Regions from separate parts of the Mus musculus genome. Here all the other regions are linked to region 4. The links are chromatin contacts, called in public HiCAR-type and HiChIP or PLAC-seq maps. All regions are on one chromosome and are shown on one strand. The core of a region is the stretch at or near the end of the contact, and the rest is flanking DNA. Distances in the headings are between cores, read along the strand shown.

Region 1 (3,262 bases), core at 102-2,601, 400 kb after region 4:
GTTCCTTACATCAGCCAGTGAGGTAGGTGGTATAGTCAGCTTACAGGGTGCGTGGAGAAACAGGTTATCGAGTGAATCTCTGTGGAGCCTCTTGCCATTTAACATGTGAAGGAGGTCACTCAGTGAACATTTTGCCAGGCACATACTCATTTCTTATCTCTCTTTCCACCTTCCAGCTTTGTCAGAACTGAAGAAATATGTTCTTTTTTTTTTCTTTAAGCAAAGTGTTCATAAATCACAATAGACTGAAGTAAACTGATTTGCATCTAAAAGAAATCGTGTGTAAGTGCAGGTATGCACCTGACTAGGGTAGGGCAAGTGCAGGGTTCTAGTTAAAGCAGCTGGGTTCTGATCTACCAGTCATTACCCCTTCCCCTTCCCCCTCCCCCACCCCCCATTCACTTTCAAGAGTTCAGATCCCAAAGGAAACCACAAAGGGCTAATCAAGAGGGGCTCCCCAAGTCTCAAGGCACCCCAGCAGGTCTTCGAAATGAATATTCATAGTCATATGACTTACTGAGAAACTGAGGTAGGGAGCTTAAATGCTCTGGTCCGAGCTCTGGGAGAATGCTTTACCCACTACATTTAAATGCAAATGTTAACAACGCTGCACAGAAAAGTTGATTTAAAGCAGCAGGAAGGGAGGATTAAGGGACAGACAAAAGGATTTTATTTTAATTTCATACAGAGTTTAAAGTCAAGTCAAACAAGCCAAGAATTCAAATGCTTCTTCCACGGGACCCATTTTTGCCACCAAACAGGATTTGTTTAATTATTTTCCTGCTCTTGTGAAGCAATGGAAAGAAAATGTTGCCTTTGTTGATGGAGGGCACCTGTAGTGTGGCAGGGATATAACTCAGTTGCTAAAATACTTGCCTAGCCTGCAAGAAGCTTGAGTTGGCTTTCCAGTACCACAAACCCTGTGTGGTGGTGCACGCCTGCGACCCCAGCCCTTGGTTGTTAGAAACAGAAGGGTCAAAAGTTTAAGCTCATTCTCAGCTACGCTAACAAGTTTGAAGCCAGACTGGGTATCGTGCTAGCCCACCATTAAAACAAAGCAAAAGAGCAAAACAAGACAAAAAAGGCTAGTTGGAGGGTTAGTAGAATCAGTCAGTTCCTAGACTGGACCCTTATTCTGAATGTGTGAGAATGTTCGGTGGTTTCAGCCCCCAAGTTGGAAATCATTGATGCAGGAGCATCTCACTAGTCGGAACATAAAGACAATGGGCAATGTTTTGTGTCAAGGAAGAATGGTCTCTTGTGTCCAGTGGGAGCTGCCCTGGAGGGATGCCTCAGAGATGGCCAGTGATGAAAGAAGGGAAGGGCCATAAATCCTGGGCTCCTGAGGCCAGGCCCACGCAAACATGTCACCCCTTGCTAAAAAGTGGAAGCATTATGCTGTCTGTGCAGACTGTCCCCATACCAGCCCCCACTGCAACTCAAAGCATCCGGCAAGCAAATAAAACAGCAAGAGGAAGACTGAGCTGGGAGAAAGGGGAAGACAGAAGCGGTTCTGTTGCTGCTGAAAGGGTCTCCCTTTGACATAACACAAGACAAGGCTGAGAGTATCAATAAATCAAGATAGGTGGCAAATTGCTGATTACTAAAGCCAAGAGAGGCTCATAGTTACTCTACAGTTCCCAAGCGCATTCTGTTCACTTTCGTATCTGTTTTGAATTTTACAAAATGGCCTTTTTTTGGGGGTGGGGGTGGGTGGGAACAGGGTCTCAATATGTAGCTCTGATTAACCTGGAACTCACTACGTACCAGGCTGGCCTTAAACTCATATAGAGCCACCTGCCTCTGCATCCCTAAAACTGGCTTTATTCTTTTATTTTATTATCTTTTATCCTTTTTATTCTGTATCATTGTAAGAGCTCACCTTCCATACTTAAATGAAACACAGAAAATATGTGGCAGAAACAGCTAGCCTTGCCAGTGAACAAGGGCATTTATTTCCCACTGCCATTAAAGACTGGAGAGTAGGGCAGTATTCTGGGTGTCCAGGAGGGGTGTGGCTAGGTAAGTAAGGATGTTTCAACATGGACAAGAGTTCATTGACTTGGAATCTCAGCAAAACACATTTAAAAATAACCACCTTTTTGGTAAAATACCAGGAAAGTTGACACTTCTAAGCCAGCCCTGATAGTACATGCCTGCAGTCACAGTACTGGGGAGACTGAGGCAGGAGAATCAAGAATTCAAGATAAGTTTCAGCTACATGTAGCCACCCTGACTCAAAAAAGAAAAAAACAAAACAAAAGAATAGAAAACAAAATCGATAATTTCAGAATTCAGGAAGTTCCACTCTTGATGCTTGTAGACTTGGCTCAGTGACATTAAGAACAAAACCGAGGGGCCATCAAGATGGCTCAGCATCTGCCCACAACCTGATATCCTGATTTTGCTACCAAGGACCCACATGATGAAAGGAGAGAAATGGCTTCTGAACGTTGTTTTTTTTTTGACCTTCAGAAATACACAGTACTGACGGGAAGAGAAGCCAGGCTTTTTATGGGGTTGCTGGGTTGGGCAGACTTTGGTAATTTCCCAAGAGTCATGAATCTAGTATTTATTTTTAAAAAATAAACAAATAAAGATTGTTTCTTGTATGAGGTAGAGATCAGTGGTCAGTGTGTCCTTAGAGCCACCCGGTCACTATAGTGCATCTGTTCCCTCTGGCCCCTCCAATGGGAGCAGGAAGCTTGGGAAACGCAGGCACTATACACTATTGAAAGAGTAAGAAAGAGGGGAAAGAATAGGCTATAGATTACGGTCTTAGAATTTATCAGCTCTTTGTCCCTGAGGTCCCTGACTAGTCTCAGCTCTGAGACTCTGCAAAACATCCTTCTTCCTGAACATCTTTCCCAGAGTATAGCTGATAAACTCATAACACTAAGCATATGAACGCTGCCCTGCAAAGTTCCAAAGACAGCACATTTTAACAACACACCAGTTACTAGACTGTTTTCATAAATGGGGAGTTGTTTAGCAATTTAATCCACCAAACTGGCCAAATAATCAAGATGTCAGTGTATTTCAGCATGCAGGTATCATTGTATGCCTAATCTGATACATACAGTGAGAGCCAACCACAACATCACTACTAAGCCAAGCTCAGTAGTAGGTCATCCAGTACACATCAGGCCCTGTCAGAATGCTGCTGCATGTACTGGGGATACCATTTCAAAGAGATACAGACTATGAGAAGAGGTTAAAAGATGATCCTGGGCACCAAGAAAGCTAGAAGTGCCATGGCTAT
Region 2 (3,195 bases), core at 277-2,776, 370 kb after region 4:
CTACCTGTTTTATTTCTAAACTATAATCTTCTCTCAGTCGCCACAGGAATCACTCAGCAAGCAAATCACCACCTAGGCCAGCACTCTCTGAAAGCTTCCTAACAGCTCTCCCTCCACCTTCCCCGCCCTCCCTCTCGTCCACCCTTTGCAGTGCCAGCGAGTCACGTTTCAGAACATCACTGTTCTGCTCAGAAGTCTCCTCACTGGGCACAGCACACAGCCTCAGCTCCATCCTGGCCCATGGAATGGACTCCTGCACAGTCCATTCAGCCGTACCCTGATGAGTCACAGTCCCACTTGCCCAGTCTCGACCATACTGTTGTGGTGTCATGGTCACCAATCTCCAAGTCACGCCTCTCTTTTCCTCCTCCTCACACCTTCCCATAATTCCTTAGAAGCTGTTTCCTCAGAGACTGCTGAGATTTTGCCCCTATGAGTTAGAGCCTATCTAGCTCTGCCAGAGCCCTTTATCCCCCATCCCTAAAGCCTATCACTGCCTAGTCACTGGTCACTGGTTTGGCTCAGCCGCCTCAGTATCAATGGAGACCCAGGAATGCATATGAGGCTCCGTTTCAGATCCATTGCATCAGAAAGGAAGCTTGGGCCATCATCTGAGCTCTAGCTGATCTTCTGGATTGATTTGATACCCACAAAGATTAAGAACCAATACCATCATCTGTGGTAGATTAATCAGCTTCTGATCCTCTAACTTGAAAAGTACTCAGTTTCCTAAATCCTCAAAATAATGTGACAAGTAGGCCATCTCTGCATTTTATAGATGGGTATATGTATATAATTAAAAATTTTAATTTAATTAGCATTTCACTGTGCAGTTTCTGTTGGCCTTAAAACTCTTGATCTCCCTACCCTATCCCCTGGGGTTACAGGCGTGGGCCACCACATCCAGCCAGATTGTAAAATTATATTTATCAACGTGTTCTGTAGATGAGGATAATGTTGAACTTCTGACCCCCTGGTCTCCACTGCTCCAGATTTTTTTCCTCAATGAGCCACAAAGAGTATTTTATTTTGTCTTACAATACTCCCTTAGTAGTGGCAAAGCCAAATATTTTAACCTAGTTCTGTCCAAATAGAGACTTCATTGTAGCCTCAAAGCTATACTGTCCCACCTGAATTAGAAAGATCCAGAGTCGTGAGCCACTTCTGGTGTACTGCCAGTGTGGGAACAACCCACAGTACTTTGTATCACCCATCTGGGTGTGCAGGCTAGCATGTACCTGTGTAAGACTCCAGGGAGCCTTAGCTTACTGGGGACTCTCTGAGTGACAATGTAGAGGCAGGATCGATGCAAAAAGCAAGAGGAATTTATTGTTCCGGTGCACTGGGGTCCTTCCCAGACTCAAAGGACAGGCGGCAACCCCCAGCACTCTGTCGGTGAGTTTTTATATGGTTTCCAGGGGCAGAACAGGGCATCAGCAACTAGGCACAATATGATTGGCAGCACAGTACACCCTTTAAACTGGTCTTTAGCAAATGAGGTGACAAGGACTTCCCTTGTCAGAAGGTGCGCAACGTTCAGTCCTGCGGAATGTGTCCCCACCCGCAGGTCGGTTCCCTCCCTGTGGTCTGAGGAATGTTAATTAGCCTCTCCCTTCCGGAGAGGCAAGGGTTTCATGACCTTCCCAAAGTTCCTGAGCTGACCTTTTCACCTGTTATATCTCAGAGCATGAAAATGTAGTCACTACCATGCAGGTCTGAACCTCAGATGGTTTTGTTTCACCTTGGACCTACATCTGGCTCCCAATAGATTACAGATCTCTAGTGATCCCACCATCATGTCAGATATAAGATCAACTAGAAAAAATTTAGTTTCTACATGACTGCTTTTGACTGTGTCCGTGGTATATAAATGAGCTGAGTTAACTAGCAAGGAGGTGAGAGGTATTTACTTCTGGAAGATGAAGTAATTTTGTCAGACTGCAGACGCTGTTTATATAAGTAGAAGATGGAGGTTTCTGGATCAAATCAGATACACCTAAGGACGAGTCTCTTAAAACCCAAGCAACTTTTCACTAATAGGGTGATGTCTGCTGTTAGTATTCATAGCGCAAATTTATATTTTTTTTATATATTTTTATATTGTTTTAATTTGTCTTTTAAAATGTTGACCTTGGGCAAAAATTAAAAAGAGAGGAAGAAAGGAGTATTATAAATTCAAGGTCACCTGGGAGTGGTGGCGCATGCCTTTAATCCCAGCACTTGGGAGGCAGAGGTAGGTGAATTTTTGAGTTTGAGGCCAGCCTGGCCTGCAGAGTGAGTTCCAGGACAGGCAGAGCTATACAGAGAAGCCCTGTCTTGAAAAACCAAAAAAATAAAAATAAATAAATAAAGTCAAGGTCAACCTCAGATTGTAGCAAGTTCAAGGCTCAAAGAGACCTTTCAAAAAACAAACAAATAAATCAACAACAACAAAACAGGCACAACAGCTTTCCTCTGAAAACTTACATTTACATCATGACATGAATGGAAAGTAGAGTGTTGGTGAGGCGTAGAGACAGAGTATCAAACACAGGACCAGGTGCTTAGGTAGCTCCGAGAAGATGCTAAAGTCACTAGAACACTCTGGGAACCCTGCACAGGATGTTTTTCTGAAGGACAGTGGGGAAAAAGGAAAGTCTGGAACTAAGATACAAAGCAATAGATGTGACCAAGATACAAAGTAAATACATCAAGCAAAGATACAAAGTAAATACATCCTGCCACACTTTGACCCAAGTTCAGATGGAAGAGCAGGTCTGAGAGACAGAAAACAAAAAACAACAATCAAACACCCGCCCCCCCCCCCTCCAGCAGTTCCCTGTTGGGGGCTTGGAGGGAGGGGGAGAAGGGATTTGGAGTGGTAGCTTTGCCACTCCACATCCCTAGGCCCCACCTGACCCCTACCCATCACTTCAGGTTCCTATATCTGTCCATTCCCGAACGTTTTTAGAGTCTTTAAGAGGACCAAGAGTATGGAGCATTCTTCTTCTGCCTTCTCTGTCTGTTCCTCTACCAGATGGCAGTAAGCCGAGAGGTCCAGGGTACACACTGGAGCTGGTGCCCAGAGAAGCTTGCTGCAAAGCCACTCCTGATTCAGCCTGGCCTCGCTGCAGGAGCCATCGGGGCAGCAGTAGCATTCTTATAATGCAGAACTAAGAAAGTGAATTGGCTTTCCTTGGTAAATCGTTTGAACAC
Region 3 (3,016 bases), core at 352-2,851, 380 kb after region 4:
AAATAAAGGCAGTATTCCCTAGGCAACTCGAGTACTTGGTTAATGCCCTCTCTGTGGGGTCTGTCTGCAAAAGGAAAGTTTACATAAGTCCTATCGGTTAGTATGGGTACTACACAGTCCGACTGTCATGTGCGGTGCCTGTTCTCTGTGGCTCCTTCTGTAATAACCTCTGCTGGAGAAGCTCCAGGACATCCACAGGTCCCTCTGTCACTGGGGAAGGAACAGGTGTTCAGAGCAAGGATCTGGACCCTCAGTGAAGAGAGTTGAGCTTCATTCTTTATTAACAACGAAGAGGAAAGGGGCTGGAGAGTTGGCTCGGGAGTTAAGAGCACTTGTTGTTGCAAAGGAGCAGGATTCAATTCCTAGCACCCAGATGGAGGCTCACCACCTCCTCAAACACCAGCAAAGCATGGTATACAGATTCACATGAAGGCAAAACACTCATACACATAAAATAATAAATCTAAATTTAAAGAAATGAAGAGGAATGACCTTGTAAAGAGCTCTCATATACATGTGTGTATGTATGTATGTATGTATGTATGCATGTATGTATGTGTGTATGTATATTGACCTAAAAGTTGGGCTGTATTGTCACGGGTTCTCAACCTGTGGGTTGAGACACATACCCATTGCATATCAGATGTCCTGCATATCAGATATTTATAACATGATTCATAACTGTATCAAAATTACAGTTATGAAGCAGCAATAAAAGTAATTTTATGGTTGGGGTCACCACAACACGAAGAACTATAATAAAGGATCGCAGCATTAGGAAGGCTGAGGAACACTGATGTATGTGAATCAATAGTGGAGTGACGTTAACTGTTCCCAAGGTCAAAGCTCTCAGGAGGAGAGCTGGAACCTGTTCTTTCTAAGTCCACATTTAGCCTATACACTAGCGTGCCATTTAAGAATTTTAAGAAGCATAAATAAGTATTAAAAGGCACAGTTGCTAGTTTACAAAATGGAAAGACAGACTCCAGAGAGCTGTTCTCCTCGGCCTGGTTCTGGGCAACCTCACCTGGGTGATTCCAGACTAGGCCATGTGTTCCAAAAGAGAATGCTCGCCCCTGTATCTCCTACCCTATAGAGAACAGCCTTTTCCTCCCCACTGTCGGGAGATCAGTTTCCTAAACTAGGACAGTGTTGCAATCAGCCACTCCAGAAGGGGCTGTGATTCACATCTGAGCTTCAGAAAACAGTGCTCGTTTCATTTAAAGGGGAGACAAAACAAGGCAAGTGCTTGGGTGCTGACAGATTTCTCCAGACCTTAATTTGCATTCATGTTGCTTCCCAAGCATTTGATTTGTTTTTCTTTCCAAACTGTGTTGTACCACATGCAAGGAAGATAGATTCACTTAATCTGGATCCTGTGATTTCATTGTTTATCGATGTCAATAGCAAGGAGGCAGGAATGTTAGTTAGGGAAGCATCAAATGGCTTTCATTCTTCCATCTGGGAAGCAAACATGAGAATACACCAAGCCCAGACTTTCAGAGACTGGGGCAGCCATCACGGCCAACAGCCACACCAAATGTCAGCTCTCAGGATATTCCCATACAGCCAGGCTGACCTTGGCAGAGATGCCCCAGAGAAACCTCAGTTCCTTCCCTAAAAATAGGATGTGTGTTGATGTTCCCAGCATGTCTAAACTTGCCCTGTGTTTAGCTTGAGGGCTGACCCATAAACATTTCAAAAGAGGGAAGAGTTCCAGGCTGCCTTTCATGGAGGCAGAGAATCTGGCAGGACTGGGCCACAGAGATCTTGGTTCTGTTTCTAATCACTGTGCCCAAAGCCCTGAACTTTAAGGGATGAAGGAGTTTGAGGACAGACAGCCCACCTTGCTGAGGAAGCCCTTGGCAGCATCGCATAAGGTGGCTGGTTAGTTTACCTCTGCAGGGTGGGCTCTGAGGTTTATGCCAGGCCCCCTCCCCTCCCCTTCCCTTCCCCTCCCCTCCCCTCCCCTCTCCCTTACCTTCCCTCCCCTCCCCTCCCCTCCCCTCCCCTCCCCTTCCCTTCCCTTCATTCAGTCTAGTCTCAGAGCCCTTGAACTGGTGCAGTCTACATCCGGGTGGGTCTTCTCTCCAAGAGTGATTGTAATTCTAGGTTGACGATGGAGAACAACCCTTCCAGAGGCTATTTGGAATGATCTGAGTAGCTTCTTGCCTCACATGCATGCCTACACCTACAGAACCTACTTGTCTGCTCTTCACAAAGCTCCACTGTAATGTATAGCTGCACAACCCCCTTACTCAAAAGTGTTCACCACTGGTTACAGATCAAGATACCAAAGACCTATGTGGAAGACCTTCATTTCCAGGCATCCCGGGCATCTCCAGAGTCTCAGCTGCTGTGCTGCCTCATTTGGTTCCGTCCACCCTCCTCCTCCCCCTCCCCCTCCCCCACCCCCTCCCCCTCCCCCTCCCCCACCCCCTCCCCCTCCCCCTTCCTGCTCACCCCAGCAGGGCTGTCCACATGTACCCTGTCCCTGAGACTTCGCTAATTTCCATTTCTTCATTTATTTTTGAAACAGCCTTTTATTGTGTGCTATGTAGACTACAGTGGCCCTGAGCTCACAGAGATCCACCTGTCCCTGCTTTCTGGGTGCCCTAAAGGTGAGTGCTGCCTCTGTGCCTTTGCCTAAACTGTTCCCCCGGGGCAGTTTCTCTTTCTCCACATCTCTATATTAGAGTTCTGCTCAGTCCCAGGGATAATTCAACCACTTCTTTTGCTATAAAGCGCTCTCACATGTCTTCGGGTCTGTGTTAACCATTTCTTTGCTCACCGGCCACTGCCCTGTACTCTGGAAGGAGCTCTTCCCGTCTCTGAACCTCCTGACACTGACCCGAAAGCTTCTGTAACTTCCTCATACTTCAGTCGTATTCTTTCGTTACCATTCGTCCACAGTCCATCTTCTCTCCCCCACATAAGTACAAAAAACAACAGCCACTCACATTCATGAGAAAACAGGCCTATGAGCCCTCTCTCTTCTGTTCTCATAACCCTCTGC
Region 4 (2,995 bases), core at 276-2,775:
AAGACATCTGTGCTGCAAACATGGAAGAAACAGAGAAGACAAGATGGAATCCTCAGACTGAGTCCTTATCTGGGAATCAGCTCTGAGGCTAGCAGGCAGCAAGGATGCGGCTAAGTCACCTAGCTGCTAGGCAACAGAGCAGAGGTTCCTCCTCAGGCCAGCATTATGGTTTTCAGTGTTGTCCAGTGTGACCTGAAGTCAGTCCTTACAGTAACTGTGTGAGACTTCCTGCATTCTGCTTGGTCTCTTATGGTTTATTGAGCCATGATTGCCAGCTATGAGTATCCGTCTAACAATTTGAATAAACTGCTTAAATGAGGGTCAGTTCTATGGAGAGAATTACAGCCACAGAGTAAAATGGCATTTTTCTTTGAGATGTTTCATTGCATCTTTTATTATTGTCATTGGGAGACATTTGCCAGCTTCTCTTACTTCGTTTGTATTTCTTGGGTACGCTATATTATTTTTTTTTATTTTTATTTTTTAGAGGATGGAATGAGGGTGGTCAATATAGGTGAGGTAGCCCAGGCTGGTCTTGAATTTTCTATATAGTTGAAGGTGATCTTGAGCCCCTGTCCCTGCCTCCTGAGTTCTGAGGCTGCAGGCATGTGTCACCACTGCTAGTTTTTTAAAAATTCAGTAATGGGGGGGGGGGTCAAGCCTAGAGCTTTGCATGTGCCTGTAAAGTGTCCTACCAACTAAGGTAAATCCCCAGCCCATTATAAATAAATAAATAAATAAATAAATAAATAAATAAATAGATAGATAGATAGATAAATAGATAAATAAATAAATAAATAAATGTATGTATGTATGTATGTTATCATACTGGATATTAGGGGCACATACTTGTAATCTCAAAACTTAGGTTGAGGCAGGGGGATCACTGCAGTTTCAAGGCTAGCCTGGTCTACTCTAGAGAGTAGACACTGTCTCAAAAAAAATATATCATAAAAATGGTTAAACTCAACATTGAAGTGAATTTGCTTTTAAGGGCTCCCCACCCATACCTCAGTCCTTGGAGACTATTCGGGCCCTTGTCACTATGACGTAATCTCAGAAGAGTATTGGGGTAAAGGCTGTCTCTCTATCAGTGTTAGAATCCTAGGCATTCAACAGACGTGTTTTGCTTATCACTAAAAGAGAAACAGAAGATTCCGAGACACTCAGAGCAATTCAGGCCTTTTATTAAAAATTGACAGACCCAGCAAAGCAGCAGGAATCCTCCTCCAATATCTAACTGATAGCAGATTGAATCAGAGATGACACAAGCCAGGACTGGGCTGGTTTATGGTCTCTGTTTAATTTGCAACACAAGGGATTTTAAACAGTGAGTGGGTTTGTCTAAGAATCTTGCTTACGAATGGACTGGGTTGAATTCAGGACCCAATAAGATAGGATAGGATTATTTTAGATAAATTTAATCAGGCTTTTTACAAATTCAAACCCCACCCACATTCCCGCTCAGTGTGATACCTCTGTGAACAAAAGCTCGAAGTGGAGTGAACGCTTTTCGCTTTTTGCTTTTGGGAGATTCCTTCTCACAAGTAAACACAATGGGACAGTGAGGGGAGCAGTGGTGTTCACAGGTGTGGGCTAGAGTCTCCCTCAGCTGACTTACCATCAACCCTTTGAATTTAAAGCTGGGGGTGGAGAGGGGTGGGGTCTCCGTTTGGAGGAAGAAACAAATATTACTTCTCTCATTTTAGAGTGTCTTTTGGATTTTAAGGGCTCCCTGGCTTCGGAGCACACTGAGGTCAGACAAACTTGTTCTGCCTTCACTGCAGTTACAGTAACTAATGGGGTGGGGTGTTTGAAAGAAAGAATAGAATCACAGCCGTCCAGCTGTGAAAATACAAGATCAGTTAAATCCTGCTCCAACAGCTGTGATTGAGTTGCTTGCTTCCTCCCCTCCCCTCCCCTCCCCTCCCCTCCCCTCCCCTCCCCTCCCCTCCCCTCCCCTCCCCTCCCCTCCCCTCCCCTCCCCTCCCCTCTTCTTTCTTTCTTTCTTTCTTTCTTTCTTTCTTTCTTTCTTTCTTTCTTTCTTTCTTTCTTTCTTTCTTTCTTTCTTTCTTTCTTTCTTCCTTCCTTCCTTCCTTCCTTCCTTCCTTCCTTCCTTCCTTCCTTTCTTTCTTTCTTTCTTTCTTTCTTTCTTTCTTTCTCTCTCTTTCACAAGTAGGTCAGGTTGGCCTCTAACTTGTTTAACTTCTGGAAGTCAGCATTTACAGACCACAGGAGGCCTCCCTTTAGGTTTTACAAATTATTTCAGTTCTTCATTTTTCAAAAGCTTAAAGTGATATCAACTTATGAATGTTCTTGGTTTTTAAATTGTGAATTCATAATAATTTCATGAGAATTGCTTACATTTTTCAATATACAACCATATACATACATATATACATACACACATACATATATATGTATATGTATATATGTATGTATGTGTGTGTGTATATATATGTGTGTGTGTGTGTGCGTATACACATATTAAAAACATTCCCAAGGAAAACTGTGGGGTTTTGGTTGGTTGGTTGCTGTTGTTGTTTTGTTTTGTTTTGTTTTTAACTTCAGAAATATTTTACTTAAGTCTGTTTGTTAAAATTTTGCCCAACAGTAGGAACTGAAACCTTCTAACAGTTGCTGTAGATTACTGATGATAACTACCCCAAGGTCATGCCTCCTGGCTTCTTAATGGCCGGGTTCAGCAATATCGTTTGCTGGCAAAGGAATCATTCATTCACAAAACTGGACCCACCCAACCAGAGACCCTTGGTGGAAGTTCAGTTAGATTCTAAACCAAGAAAAATAGTTGCCTCTTTTCCTCACTGAACTTTGATCAGTACTGTGTGCTGTGTGGCCAAGCTAGAAAGTAGATGGAATTTCAAACAAGGCTTTAATGGTACCTTGGGAGCTTCCACCGGACGTCCTTCAACCAAGGAGAAGCATACCAAGATGGGATGCATCACACAGAAAATAGGATTTATTAAAGGAAATC

Evidence for each region. HiCAR-type assays count read pairs that join an accessible place to other places. HiChIP or PLAC-seq counts read pairs in DNA pulled down with a chosen protein or histone mark.
Region 1: a contact with region 4 is called in a HiCAR-type map of embryonic stem cells, with 5 times the contacts expected there. The contact joins two enhancer-like sites. A contact is called at or near these places in 1 of 484 Hi-C or Micro-C datasets (bone marrow-derived macrophages) and 2 of 115 datasets of contacts at active chromatin or transcription factors (both in embryonic stem cells).
Region 2: a contact with region 4 is called in an H3K27ac HiChIP or PLAC-seq map of embryonic stem cells, with 15 read pairs. The contact joins two enhancer-like sites. A contact is called at or near these places in 2 of 484 Hi-C or Micro-C datasets (both in embryonic stem cells), 3 of 115 datasets of contacts at active chromatin or transcription factors (all in embryonic stem cells) and 1 of 9 other capture datasets (embryonic stem cells).
Region 3: an H3K27ac HiChIP or PLAC-seq map of embryonic stem cells shows a contact between it and region 4, with 7 read pairs. The contact joins two enhancer-like sites. A contact is called at or near these places in 1 of 484 Hi-C or Micro-C datasets (embryonic stem cells), 3 of 115 datasets of contacts at active chromatin or transcription factors (all in embryonic stem cells) and 1 of 9 other capture datasets (embryonic stem cells).

What each region holds. Positions count from the first base shown.
Region 1 is chr1:152,971,265-152,974,526 of GRCm38.p6, reverse strand. The region is part of intron 1 of Nmnat2 (nicotinamide nucleotide adenylyltransferase 2); the gene reads right to left. Among named protein-coding and RNA genes, the nearest start is that of Nmnat2, 18 kb to the right of the region's middle. Within about 2 kb of position 1,351, at least 15 of the 459 cell types and tissues checked have an H3K27ac peak or open chromatin away from gene starts, as enhancers often do. A contact at or near this core is called in embryonic stem cells, where this site is marked.
Region 2 is chr1:153,007,867-153,011,061 of GRCm38.p6, reverse strand. The region is part of intron 1 of Nmnat2 (nicotinamide nucleotide adenylyltransferase 2); the gene reads right to left. Among named protein-coding and RNA genes, the nearest start is that of Nmnat2, 54 kb to the right of the region's middle. Within about 2 kb of position 1,526, at least 51 of the 459 cell types and tissues checked have an H3K27ac peak or open chromatin away from gene starts, as enhancers often do. A contact at or near this core is called in embryonic stem cells, where this site is marked.
Region 3 is chr1:152,991,091-152,994,106 of GRCm38.p6, reverse strand. The region is part of intron 1 of Nmnat2 (nicotinamide nucleotide adenylyltransferase 2); the gene reads right to left. Among named protein-coding and RNA genes, the nearest start is that of Nmnat2, 37 kb to the right of the region's middle. Within about 2 kb of position 1,601, at least 31 of the 459 cell types and tissues checked have an H3K27ac peak or open chromatin away from gene starts, as enhancers often do. A contact at or near this core is called in embryonic stem cells, where this site is marked.
Region 4 is chr1:153,375,236-153,378,230 of GRCm38.p6, reverse strand. It overlaps Gm46246 (a long non-coding RNA gene), which reads left to right. Exons shown (of 2, transcript XR_001779877.1): 2 at 1-374. Among named protein-coding and RNA genes, the nearest start is that of Gm46246, 20 kb to the left of the region's middle. Within about 2 kb of position 1,525, at least 26 of the 459 cell types and tissues checked have an H3K27ac peak or open chromatin away from gene starts, as enhancers often do. A contact at or near this core is called in embryonic stem cells, where this site is marked.